3 separate regions of the Mus musculus genome follow, and regions 2 and 3 are each linked to region 1. The links are chromatin contacts, called in public ChIA-PET and HiChIP or PLAC-seq maps. All regions are on one chromosome and are shown on one strand. Each heading gives the region's core, a stretch centred on a gene start, on an enhancer-like site or on the middle of the called end of the contact. The rest is flanking DNA. Distances are from core to core; before and after follow the strand shown.

The links. ChIA-PET counts read pairs in DNA pulled down with a chosen protein or histone mark. HiChIP or PLAC-seq counts read pairs in DNA pulled down with a chosen protein or histone mark.
Region 2: a contact with region 1 is called in an RNA polymerase II ChIA-PET map of memory CD8 T cells, with 41 read pairs. The contact joins the enhancer-like site here to the promoter of Ninj1 in region 1. A contact is called at or near these places in 2 of 39 promoter capture datasets (hippocampal neurons and macrophages), 2 of 15 datasets of contacts at CTCF or cohesin (embryonic stem cells and pro-B cells), 16 of 484 Hi-C or Micro-C datasets (the AML12 cell line, the AtT-20 cell line, CD4 T cells and 10 more), 4 of 115 datasets of contacts at active chromatin or transcription factors (bone marrow-derived macrophages, embryonic fibroblasts, memory CD8 T cells and 1 more) and 3 of 9 other capture datasets (adipose tissue, liver and macrophages).
Region 3: an H3K4me3 HiChIP or PLAC-seq map of bone marrow-derived macrophages shows a contact between it and region 1, with 2.4 times the contacts expected there. The contact joins the enhancer-like site here to the promoter of Ninj1 in region 1. A contact is called at or near these places in 5 of 115 datasets of contacts at active chromatin or transcription factors (bone marrow-derived dendritic cells, bone marrow-derived macrophages, large pre-B cells and 2 more) and 1 of 9 other capture datasets (liver).

What each region holds. Positions count from the first base shown.
Region 1 is chr13:49,185,136-49,189,431 of GRCm38.p6, forward strand. Ninj1 (ninjurin 1) reads left to right here and starts at 2,394. Exons shown (of 4, transcript NM_013610.3): 1 at 2,394-2,502. The coding sequence starts at 2,428.
Region 2 is chr13:48,993,312-48,997,607 of GRCm38.p6, forward strand. No RefSeq gene overlaps it. Among named protein-coding and RNA genes, the nearest start is that of Fam120aos, 27 kb to the left of the region's middle. Within about 2 kb of position 1,785, at least 54 of the 459 cell types and tissues checked have an H3K27ac peak or open chromatin away from gene starts, as enhancers often do. A contact at or near this core is called in Th1 cells and memory CD8 T cells, where this site is marked.
Region 3 is chr13:49,363,051-49,367,346 of GRCm38.p6, forward strand. All of the region lies in intron 1 of Bicd2 (BICD cargo adaptor 2), which reads left to right. Among named protein-coding and RNA genes, the nearest start is that of Bicd2, 24 kb to the left of the region's middle. Within about 2 kb of position 1,826, at least 34 of the 459 cell types and tissues checked have an H3K27ac peak or open chromatin away from gene starts, as enhancers often do. A contact at or near this core is called in bone marrow-derived macrophages, where this site is marked.

The sequences.
Region 1 (4,296 bases), core at 1,144-3,643:
GAATTATAAATCTGCACACCCCAGTACCAGGCACTTTAGGTGGATTCTGGAGACCAAAATCAGGCCCTCACACTTGAAGCAATCACTCTACCAACTGTGTTGCCTCTGCAGTCTTTTTTTCTTTTTTTTTCCAAGACAGGGGTCTTTCTGGTCTCTCTGGTCTCTCTGTGTAGTTCTGTGCTGGAATGGGCTCTGTAGACCAGACTGCCAGCCTCTGCCTCCCAAGTGCTGGGATTAAAGATGTGTGTGTGTGTGTGTGTGTGTGTGTGTGTGTGTGTGTGTGTATCTGAAGTTGTGTCAGGCAGGCACGATGGCTCATGCCTTTAATGCCAGCACTCAGGAGGCAGAGTCAGATAGTTCTCTGTGACTTTGAGGGGAGCCTAATCTAGATAGTGAGTTTCCAGGTCTGACAGTGCTACATAGTGAGACTGTGTCCAAAAAAACATCAACAAACAACAACAAAAAAACCCCAAAAACAATTGTTAAATAATTGCTATTTATTAAATAAATAAAAAAATTTCACACCAATGCATGCGTAAAAGAAGCTGTCAGATCCCTTGGAGCTGGAGTGCTTATGACCCCTCCAATGTGGTGCTGGAATCAAGTTCGGGACCTCTGCAAGAGCAACAAGGGTTAATAACTGCTGAGCCGTCTCTCCAGCCCTCCTCACCCCTTAGCCCTGTTCTTAAGAAGTATGGCACCAGGCTTCACAAAGTGCTGGCCTCTTATTTGTGTCTGACTGTCCATCTGCTCCACAGGACAGATTTCTACTGTCTAGCTCCAGCCTGTAATGCCTGCAACAGGACCTGGCATACAGACAGCCTTGGGTACCATTTCTTTCTTCTTTTTAAATAATTTTCTTTGTCATTTTATTTTATGTAGATGGGTGTTTTGCCTGCATGTATGTCTGGTACCCACAGAAGCCAGAAGAGGATGTAAGACGCCTTGGAAGAGGAGTGAGAGACGGTCAAGAGCTGCAAGCAGCCGGTACTCTTAACTACTAAGCCATCTCTTCTGCCCAGGTATCTTTTTTGTTTTTGGGACAGCGTTTCTCTATGTAGCTCTGGCTGTTCTGGAACTTGCTCTGTAGACCAGGCTGGCCTCGAACTCAGACATACACCTGTCTCTGCCTCCAAGTGCTGGGATTAAAGGCTTGTGCCACCACCTCTACCACCAGGCTGGCTCCATTTCTTATTTCTAATCCTCTTCCTTCTGGATGTGAGACAGGGGACAGAGGGTCCGCAGGTTCACTTGGCCTTTAGCAAACTCCAGCCTTATGCTAAGACACAAGCTGGCAAGAAGGGTCATAAAGAGAAGGTGAACCACTCCATCAAGGAACGGTAGTTCTGAGCCCCAGCTTGTAATCTCCCTAAGAGTCTCATCGTCCTTATTCCTTCTGAGACTCTAGGAGATACCAGGAGAGGAGTGTGGCACCCCTGAGGCCAGGCAAAGCATGGGGCCTGAGAGTGAGGCCAGGGTGGGAAGGAAGAAGGCACAGCAACTGGCTTTTACTCCTGCATCTAGTGTGTCTCCTCGGACGACAGCACCCCATCACACTCCATCTAGCTTCCTAGGCCAGGAAAAGACATGGTACTGGGGCACAAAGGTCCATTGGGCCACGAACTGCAGTAGCCAACCAACACGTCATACCCTTGGAGTATAGATGTCAGGGCTATGATGTCAGCTTCTTCTGGACACTAAAGCTGTTGTGCTTCCCTCTGGTCCCTGGTCTCTCTTGGAGGGTGGTGTGGGAGGCAGGAGAGTCCCGGAGAGCGGAATGCCAGCCTTCTCCACCAGTGCCAGCCACACGCAGGCTCTGCACAGTGGGGTGCTGGCTGCAAGCTAGACCCAGAGCAAGAGGCTCTCCCTCATATGTTCTATTCTCCAGGCAGAACAGCTGAGGGCTCTAAAGTGGAAACCTGGAGTAACCGTTGACACCCTTTTCCTGTGTTGAGTTACCCTGAAGGGACTTACAGCCTCAGGGCGTGTCCTCCCCAAGGAAAAAACCTCAGCACGGGGCAGCATGTGCCTCGCCCTTGGCCTCACTTTTAAACAGATCAAGTGCTTATGTTCAAAGTTCAGAGGGGGGCCCGTTTGATCAACAACTTTGAGACAGGGTCCCTGGGGACCCCCGATGTCATCGCGAGGACAGGCGCTGGGCTGCTTGCCCTAGCCATCGTGAAGGAGCCTGAGAATTGGGGACATCAAGGCCGCTGGAGAAGTGCTATCCTGCTCAGGCGCGATTCCAGCAGCTGGCGTCTAGGCCCCGGCCCGCCCCGGGTGGAGGCGGAGTCCGGGGGCGGCCGCGCGCGGGGGGCGTGTCGGGGGCGGGCCGGGGGCGGGCCGGGGGCGGGCGCACAGCCGTAGCCCGTGGCGGAGGCGCGGGTGCGCTCAGGCCGTGTGCTGGGCGGCCCGGGCGGCCGCACCATGGAGTCGGGCACTGAGGAGTATGAGCTCAACGGCGACCTGCGCCCGGGCTCCCCCGGTTCCCCCGACGCCTTGGTAAGCTCTCAGCACCTCCTGCCCCGGCTGCTGTGTGACCTTGGCCGGCGCCGCCCTCTCTGGGCCCGGCACGTCAGCGGGCACCTGTGGGCGTCTGGCCCGGTTTCGCGCGGCGTCCGCACTGCGGGGGGTGGTGGTGGCCGCTGCTTCCGGGCAAAGTCGTGCTTGACCTGTCTCTAGCGCAAGTGGTGGCCCACGGGTCTGGGGCCAGCACAGCAGGTAGGCAGAGGCGCCGGGCGGTCTAGCTTGCTGCCGTCGCCCCGCTGTGCAGAGCCCGCGTCTGGCTGGCACCACTCCTCGGGTGGAGAAGGCTGGCATTCCGCTCTCCGGGACTCTCCTGCCTCCCACACCATCCTCCAACTTCCAACGCCTCCGGGCTGTCTCCTGCGTGCCTTGGGGTGGGCGGGAGAAGAGTCACCGCCTCCTGGTTGGAAGCTAGCATCAGGCAGACAGCTACGTCACCACACGGTGACCACACGGTCGTCTGCAGCAGTGATAAGGGGGAAACCCGTGGCTGTGTCTCTGCTGCTGTCACCTGCCTATGAAAAACAGAACGCCACCCTCTCGATCGTCAGGGTGCTAGTTCTAGGACTGTAAGGACCTGCCTCGAGTTTGCTCTGCCTAGCCTGCTAAGGCCACAGCGATGGTCGGATGCCTGTGTCGAGGGACCATCTTTCCTGACCCCTCACCTCATAGTCTACCTCCGGGGCAGGGCCTGAGCATGCCAGGGCCGAGCCTTCACTTGTACCACCCCGCATGGCCCTCTGTCCCTCGGTGACATGTTGACTTTGGACATTCCTTCTATTTCCGACCCCCCCCCCCAGGGATGGGGTGGAGTGGGGTGGGGAATTGCACCAGGCTGGGATTTTCCACAAGTCTTTGCGGTGCAAAATAAACCAGAACAGAGACTTTCTGCCCAGGTCCATATAGTGGAAACAGGGAACACCAACGTCTCCTGGGACTACTTCAGGTGTGCCAGCTGAGACTTGGGCTCTGCCAAAATGTGTGAACACTCCGGAAGCAGTGGGCCAGGGACACCCCGGGCTGAGTTCCTTTAGGGAGCCCATCAACTGTCTGGGCCTTTTGTATGTGGGTCTACAATAAAGAACCAGTGATCTCTAGGCCTTTAAGGACAAGGGATGCAAATCAGGAACAGGTGGGCCCGTGGTTCAGCTGCGGATTTGAAGGGAAACTGGCTGTCTCTGAGCAGCAGCCTCCCCCTTCAGCTCTGCAGACAGCTGGATCAGCTGTGCCTCCCAAGAGAATTCTGAGCACAGACACAGGAGAGATTGGGTTGGATTGCTCAGGGGTCACTGTCTTGGCTCTGGGAACAAGGAGAGAGATATTCCACCCCCTCCCCCGCCATTTCTTTGAAGAGCCAACTAGGAGAATGAAATCAACTAAATTAGGTTCTCAAGGGTATGCAGGGTTCCTGCCTGCCTGCCTGCCTGCCTGCCTGCCTGCCTGCCATAGTGGTTAGTAGGGAGCAAAGAGGTCAGAGAAGGCTCCCTGTGTGGTGGAGGTGTTTGCACTGGCTTAGGGGAGGGACAGATCTGGCCCTTTGGTGTGAGTGGAAGAGGTCAGGGGAACAGTACAAGTGGAGACCAGAGGCTCGTTACTGAGACTGTACAGGGTTGGGTGGGAGGGAGATTTTTGTCTAGAGTCTCTGGGGACACAGGATGCTTCTCTGAGGTGTGGCTAACTTTGAAGGCTGCCCTGCTCAATGCCTGGTCCCCCTTCCCAACCTCAGGCTCCTACCTCCCAACTTTCTAAGGTGTGTCGTGTCAGCATTCT
Region 2 (4,296 bases), core at 535-3,034, 190 kb before region 1:
GCTCCCTTCTACAAACTAACTTTACTTTTATTGTTTGGAAATAAAGTGTGTAGTAAGTGTGTCTGTATTCCAATTAGAAGGATTAAAGGTGTGGCTAAGGCTGAGCCACACCACAACTAGAAACAGGTTTTTCCAGTAAACAACACAACCTTAGGGTTCATACTATGATCAAATATCCGGCAGCATTGGATACCTTCTTTTAAATTTTATTTGCTCACCATGGGTGCTGGGAACCAAATTCAGGTCTTCTGCAAGAGTAGTATATGCTCTTAACCACTGAGTTGTATCTCCAGCCCTGAATTATTCAGCTTCTTTTTCGGGTTATGAAAATTAGGGAACTATATATTGGTGGCAACTGTGAAACATTGTAAATAAAAGCCATTAATTGTACACCATAAGATGGTTAAATGGGAAAGTTTACGTTATGTGTATTTTACCACAGTTTTAAAAAAACTGATCCTGGGGACTGGAGAGCTGGCTCAATGGTTAAGAGCACTGACCACTCTTCCAGAGGTCCTGAGTTCAATTCCTAGCAATTACATGGTAACTCACAACCATCTGTAATGTGGTCTGATGCACTCTTCTGATGTGTGTCTGAAGACAGCTACAGTGTACTCATATAAATAAAATAAATAAGTCTTTTTTAAAAACCTGATCCTGTTGGGGCTGGTGAGATGGTTCATAAAGTATGGCTGCTTGCAGCTCAGCCAAGCAACTGAGTTGGATCTGTGGGACCACACTGGAAAGGAGAGAATCGGCTCCGGAAAATTGTTCTCTGGAATCCACACAAGCAGACAAGCAGTGCGGAGTGAACAGAAGCCCATTCTCATACACACACACACACACACACACACTCACACACATACACACACACACACTCACACACATACACACACACACAGTCACACACACACATACACACTCTTACACACACACACACACATCATGTACACACAGTAATGACAAATATATAGCTTAAAAAAAACAATATTGTAGCACATAAACGGCACACATAGTTGGGTGAGCAGTATGTAAATTATCTCAGTATTTTATACATATGGGTGTGTTACTACAGGTATGTCTGTGTGCCATGTATGTGCCTGGTGCCTTCAGAGGCTAGAGTGGCACTGCTAATTGGACTCAGTGGGTTACAAAAAAAAAAAAAAAAAAAAATAACAAAGACGAGACCATGAAAGTGAGAGAATAATGATAGGGGAGACTAGGGACAGAGATGCTCAAGGTACATTATATGAAGCTGTCAACAAATAACAGATATTCCTTTAGAAAACAATGTCAGAGGGGCTGCGAAGATAGCTCGTTAGTCACCTCTGAGTTCTGTTCACACTTCCCTCCCTAGGTGCCCCCATAACTTAGCTCCAGGGAGTCTGACACCTTGTTCTGGCCTCCAAGGGTACCTGCAAGGAACATGTATAAGTACACACACACACACACACACACACACATACATACACACACATACACCAGGAACATGTAGATATATGCATACACATACATATAATAAATTTAGAAAAACTTAAAATCAAGTCAAATAACAATTAATACATGTCTGACTTAAAAGAATGCATCTTCACTCATTCTGCTGTAGCTAAATACAGACAAAGATCTCCTGCTCATCTGTAACCCTGCACACGAGACTATCTGTACATTTGTTGGATAAATGAGTGCTGTGGAGGTTGTGCTCAGCTCTTTTGTCATGGGCCACAGAGAGGAAGAACTTGTTAACCTGTTGCTAAGCAACAGTACTTCCTGGACCAGGACTTCTGCACAGTAAAGGGAGGGTGCCTTGCAGATCTACAAAGGAAAGAGCGGGCACAGTGCATGCATGAATAGAGAGACAGGAAGCCACCTCTGGAAACCAAGCAGAGGATTCAAGTGAGCATCTGAGAAGGCAGCCCCAGTCCCCATTCTCAAGTTCTGCCAGCTCCTAATCCCCACTGAAGACCGGAAGACTGACCCTGCCACCACTTCATGAAATCAAAGTGAAAACCAGCCTAGTGCATTTTATCGACATTTTATTTATAAAACTTTGCTAAGATCCTCAAGTGCTCAGAGGATTACAAACAGTGCTTGCCACCAAGCCTGAGGACCTGAGTTTGATGTCTAGGACCCACTCCCACAAGTTGTCCTCTGACCTCCACATGAGCACTGGGGTATATGAATCACACATATACAGAGACTGGCATTATCTCTCCCTCTCCCTCTCTCTACACACACACACACACACTCACTCTCACACACAAATGCACTCATGCACACACTCACACATAGGTGTACACATACACACACTAAATAAATATCATTTAACAAAACCTACCATCTTCACAGTGATAAGAGAAAAAGCACTAAGATTTTACTCAGAGTTCACGGAGTTCTGAACCTGAACTTTCTGAACCATCTCACCAGCCCCAACAGAACAATTTTTAAAAGATTTATTTATTTTATTTATAGGAGTACACTGTAGCTGTCTTCAGACTCACCAGAAGAGGGTATCAGATCCCATTACAGATGGTTGTGAGTCACCATGTGGTTGCTGGGAATTGAACTCAGGACCTTTGGAATAGCAGTCATTGCTCTTAACCACTGAGCCGTCTCTCCAGGATCAGTTTTTTTAAAACTGTGGTAAAATACACAAAGCTAACTTAAGTGGAAAGGTTAGCTTCATTAAGATTAGAGACTTAGATTTTCCCTTTTTAAATTTAAAACGTTAATTCTATAGTGCAAGTATTTACAGAATAACTTAATACTTTTTTTTTTTTTTTTTTTTTTTAAAGACAGGCTCTCATTGAAACTAGAGCTTGCTATGGGGGCTAGGCTAGCTGGCCAGGAAGCTCCAGGGACCTGTCTAGTTTTGTAACCCTCCGCCCAGAGCTGGGGTAACAGATGTACTGCCTGGCTTGTGTGTGTGTGCGTGTGTGTGTGTGTGTGTGTGTGTGTGTGTGTGTGTGTGCGTGTATGCTTAGGGTACAAACTCAGCTCCTCTTGCTTGCTCGGTAAGCACTTAACTCTCTGAGTCATGTCCGAGGTCCCAGGCTTCGTCTCTTAATGACCCTGCTCTGCCTTACACATCGTCAGCTGACGACTAAACTCCTAAACCATGAACTAATAGAGAACACACACATTCCTACCCAGACTATAGCACAGTTATGACCTCTTTGGTGTTGCTGATTACAAAATGAAGCAGGACATGCCTTAGTTTCATCTCCCACTGCTATGATCAAATACTCTGACAACTGCAGCTTAGAGGAGAAAGGGTTTACTGAGCTCCCACTTCTGGGTTATAGGTCCATTGCTGTGGGGGTAGTCAAGCCTGCAGGAACTTCACGTAGCAGCTGGTCACATTATAGTTAGGAAGCAGATAGTATCACAACAGTGCTACTGTGCAGCTCATAGTCCCCACTGGAACACATCCCAGGATCCCCAGCCCAGGAGTGGTTTCACCAAACTTGGTGGGCCTTCTTATTATCAGTTACCGTTGTCAAGACAGCTATGCCCATTGGGCAAATGTTCTAGACAATTCCTCACTGAGACTCTCTTCCTAGGTGATCCGCGATTGCATCAAGTTGACAATTAAAACCAACCACCTTGTGCTGTTGCCGTGGGAAACCACTTGGTAGCTGTGCAGAAAGTTAAACTTAGAACTGTCATATGCTGCAGTGTTCTGCTTCTAGGCATTTAGCCCCAAATAACTGAAAGTAGATAGAAAACAGACACTTTGTGCTAATGTTCATTGAGGCTTCATCCCCAGTAGCCAAAGATGGGGAAAACACAAATCCTCACCTATGAACAGGTGAGTGTAAAAAATTAAAATGTTACATATATGTTACAGTATGTTAACATAATTGTAACATAAATGTTACATATACTAAATGGAATAGTTTAACAATAAAAGTAATGGAATTTTGACTCATATACTAAATGGAATAGTTTAACAATAAAAAGAATGGAATTTTGACTCATAAACTACATGAATTGTGCTAGCTTTCTGTCACTGGAACAAAGAACCTTAGAAAATACATTTATAAGATGGACAGATTTACTTATATAAGTTCTCAAGCTCAGGCTTGGCCTCAAAATCCATGTTTGTCCTCAGTGACCCACCTTCCAGTAGGCCTCACCTCCTTGAGTTTGCACCCCCTCCCAACACCACCATCCCCCACAGCTACTAAGTCTGACATCATCATGATGGTGTAGTATGCTGTGCTGAGTGAAACAAGGCCCACACCAAAGGACAAACATTGTATGGCTCAGTGACTTTGAAGTATTTAGAACTGGTAA
Region 3 (4,296 bases), core at 576-3,075, 180 kb after region 1:
CTGGCCAAGTGTGAGGAAAACTGAAGAGGAGTAGGCACTAATTTGGGCTGATCCTCTAAGTTCTCATCCTTTTCATTAGTAGGCTAGTCGTGGATAACCTTGGCTTGGTACCCATGTTCTCTCAGCACAGGGCTGGACATCCTCACACCCAGCCTTAGGAATTAGCCTTGTAGCCTAGTTTTCTAACAAAGTTCTGACCAGCTGCCTGTTTCCCATTCTGTACCAAGCACAGGATTGGGGATGTATCCTTGCCTGGATAAACTTAGATTTTCTACAACAAATCATGGGAAGGAATGCTTGAGAGTTGGTCAGGGTTGTTGGTACAGTGGGAAACTTTACAGGTGTCCTGGCCATGGGAGGATGGGACTGCTGCCTAGTTTGGGTTTCAGCAAACCCTTTCTTTGGGAAACAACTTGATGTTGCAATAAAATTTTATTGGTACCAGCCTATTAGATGACCTTCAGTGTCTTGAAACTTCTGGAGGCATGCCATAGTAAGGGCCACAGAGATCCTTATGTTTTTAAAATCATAGGACGTGCCTGCCAGGCCATATCTCTGTTGCTCCTCACATTGATTCTCAGCTTCTGTTCTCTGTGTTGAGAACCTGAGCAACTGTCATGGGCTGGTCTGACTCCTGGCCTGCACTGTGCTGCCCTCATTCTGTATCCTTGGGATTGGGAGCCCGGGAGCACTCAGCATGCAGACAGTGGTCCAGGGAGCACTCTGAGTGCCGACAGTGGTCTGGGGAGCACCCAGCATGCAGGCAGTGGCTGGGGAGCACTCAGTGTGCAGGCAGTGGTCCGGGCATGAGTTCTTTGTCTTGAGTCAGACATTATGTTTCCATTTGGGCGACCAGGAAAGGCAGAATGATTCCCTGAATTTGTGTTTGAAGGCTTCTGTTATTGAGGACTGAGTGGGGCTCAAGGGACAGAGAGGCTGCTTCATCTCTGATGAGGGAACTCTCGATTCTAAATCCTCTCAGCAGCAAGCTTAGACTAAAAGGTATTCTTAACTCAGGTATGACCTCAGGCTGGAGGCATTACTAACCCAGGTTATAGGTGAGGAAGCTGAGGGACACTCATCTGTGCCCAACATGGTCCCCAGTTTGCAGTGTTGTAGCATATTTCAGAGGTAGATCAACTGAGCAGCAAATGATGTTCTTTGTCCTTCCTGAGATGGTAGTAGTGAGCACAGGTGGGTTTGTGTGCTCCCACATGTACCCAGGGTCTGTTCTCTCTTGCTATGCTGTCTGGCTTTCAGGATAGACACATGTTTTAGATGTGACCCCAAAGCCCTGTCCCATCAGCCCTCCCTCAGTGTTATACCATCCTACAATGCAACCAGACCAAGCACCTGTGGTAAAGCACTAAGCTCTGTCTTGCCTCAGTTTTTGTGTGCAAAGTAGGTGCTTGTGCAACCCCACCCCCAACCCTACCCCATGGCACCATGAAATGGTCTAATGCTTAGGGCATTCCTGTTTTATGGCTTCAGTCATCTGGTAGATTCTGTGGATAGCAGGCATTAAGCCCTTGTCATAGACACAAGACTGTCCCTTGCTGCCTCACCTGCCCCAGCCTCCTTCCAGGGATATAGTTTCAGCTGCCCTTCCTGACTGGGCTTTTTGTCTTCCTCACCCCTAACTATTAGCCCCCCATACCATTGCTCATGCTGAGCACCTGAGGCACACCATGCTTGGTTTTGAAATTTGCCCCTTAGGGCTGCTATGATTTCTCTTCCTACCCAGAGCTTCTCTTCTCCCATCTTAGCTAAGGATGATCCAGCTGCTGAAGTCATGATTGGCCTGGTTCCTTGTAGGCACAGAGGATTGCACCATAGCTACATGGGTGTGGCTGACCTTGAAGCCAGCATCCCAGGGGGCTATGTGTTGGCCAGAAGCAAACATGGGCCGTGTTCCTCTTGTAGGCGCCTGGCTGGCCATGACCTCATGCTCCAGCTTTTCTGGCCCTGTTGGGTCTTGCTGAACCTGGGCAACTTGAGAGCAGTAGGCAGGAGGTAGGTCAGGAGCCTGTGTTGAGTACATCACCAGAGCATTGCTCCTCCTCAAAACACAGCATCTACCATTCTGTGGTCAAGACTGGAGGAGAGCTAGGCTGCTTCTTTGTCCTCTTCTTTCCTTGAAGCAGCTTGTAGAAGGGGCAGGTTAGAGGCTATATCTGCTGTTCAGGGGCTGGTTCTTGATACTAGGGTGGCAAAGGCTCCCATCTTCTGTGGTGCCACCTGGGAGGCCCGAGGGATGAGCCAGGGAAATCTACAAACACAACCACAGCTGTCCCCCACCAACCTGCAGGTCAGGAACACCTTTCCAGAGAGCATTTTTTCAAGGGAGGACAGAAGGGAGCCTACAACCCATAGAACAGGAAGATGATCCTGGGTATTGCAGGATTTAAGATGGAGTTGAAAGGTTGTATAGGATTGTATGCAGTGGCGTCTGAAAAGATCAGAAGAAGTGTGCCCCAACAGGTATCTACACCTCTCTGACCCCCAGCCTCACACAGAGCCTGTAAGCTGGGCTTGGTGGCCACAGGGATGGGCTGTGTCTTATAGGTTCACACTTTGCAGGTGAGGGGTGTAGCACTTCAGGAACATCCATGCAGTTGCCTTAGACAACTTCAGTGAGCTTCATGCATTGGGGTGTTCAGTATAAGTTTTCATGTAAGTATGTGTTCCTTCTTTTTTGTTGGGTATAGTACTTCATTATATGAATTACCATATTTAGTTTTTTTATAAAAAATTTATCATCCGTGTGTGTGCATGTGCACATGTTACAGCATATTAGAGGACAACTTTGTAGAATTGATTCTCGTTGCAACCTTATTTATATGGTATCTGAGGGCTGAATTCAGGTTAATAGGCTTGAATGGCAAATGCTTTTGCCTGTAGAGCAATTTCTCAGGCCCTGTATTTTAAAACAATGGAGAGCTGGGATTACAGGTACATACACTATCACACCTAGTCTGTATGCAGCTTTGGGGATTTAAAACTGTAGCCTTATTCTTACATGGCCAGCGCTGTAACCACCCAGCCCCCTGTGGTTGTTTTCCTGCCAAGATGAGATCTTCTCCATTGTCCTGGCTCTTCTCAAGTCCTGCTTCAGCCTCCTGAGTATCCGGGATTACATGTGTTCCTCGTTGGCTACCGTGCTCAGCTTTAAGGTTCTGTGTGTGTGTGTGTGTGTGTGTCTGTCTGTCTGTCTGCCTGCCTCTATGTGTGTATGTGTGTGTGTGTGTGTGTGTGTGTGTCTACCTCTGTGTGTGTGTCTCTGTCTGTCTGCCTGTCTGTGTGTGTGTCTGTCTGCCTCTATGTGTGTGTGTGTGTCTCTGTCTGTCTGTCTGTCTGCCTGTCTGTGTGTGTGTATATGAGCTACTTGCACGTGTGCTGTGGGTTCAAGGCTGTCTTTCCCACAGAGCTTTTATCAGGTCAGCTGGTCTGTCTCTAAGCAGTGAAGTGCCTCCTGGTTGTGGTAGCAGGTGGGGTAGTCTTGCTCTTTCAAAGTCATTTAGTCTGTTCTAGGTCCTTTAAATTGTTATATGACCTTTAGAATGAACTGATCATTCTCTATGAAAAGCTGCTGGAACTTTGGCATCGTGAAGAGGTGACATATAGGCTCCTTAAACTTGGTACACACTCCATGGTTGCGCTCTCGGGTTTATTAGGCTTTGCTTTATTTTATTATTATTATTATTTCATTTGGGCCCTCATTTTGGCTGCCTTTCAGAGTTGGTTAATCCTTTCTGATGCAGTGTGTCCGCAGTTGGCCCCTGCTTTCCCTCTGCAGAAGTGCTACTGGGCTCTTTTGTGTCCTCTGTTGGCGCTCTGCTTCTGACTGAGGGACTGGGTTCTGGTCCCCGAGTCTCAGCTGTCCGCTCTTCTGCTCAGGACTGTGTGCTGTCTGCTGATGAACAGTTCTGCCTTGGGTCTTCACCATGGAACTTACCTGTTGGCAGCTGGATGTGTTTGTTTTCCTGAACGTGCTCCGAGCTTTGTTCTAGGGTGTAGTGGCTCGGAACTGGATTAATCCTTTCATGGTCTGTCTTTACACTTTGTGCTGCTCTGCTAGAGCAGTGTGTAATCCAGGCTGATTCTACCAGGCCCCGGACATGCTCTCTCTGAGCCTGTGAATCGGTGGTCCTCTTGGTGGTGGGAACAAGCTTGCTTTCAGACTTCATGTTAGGGCTTGGTCCTGCTCTTCTCTGCTGAACTTACCCATGGCTTCCTTAACCCTGCCCTGACCGTCCTCAGTGAACTCATCTGGTTCTTAGTTCTGGCTGCCCTTAC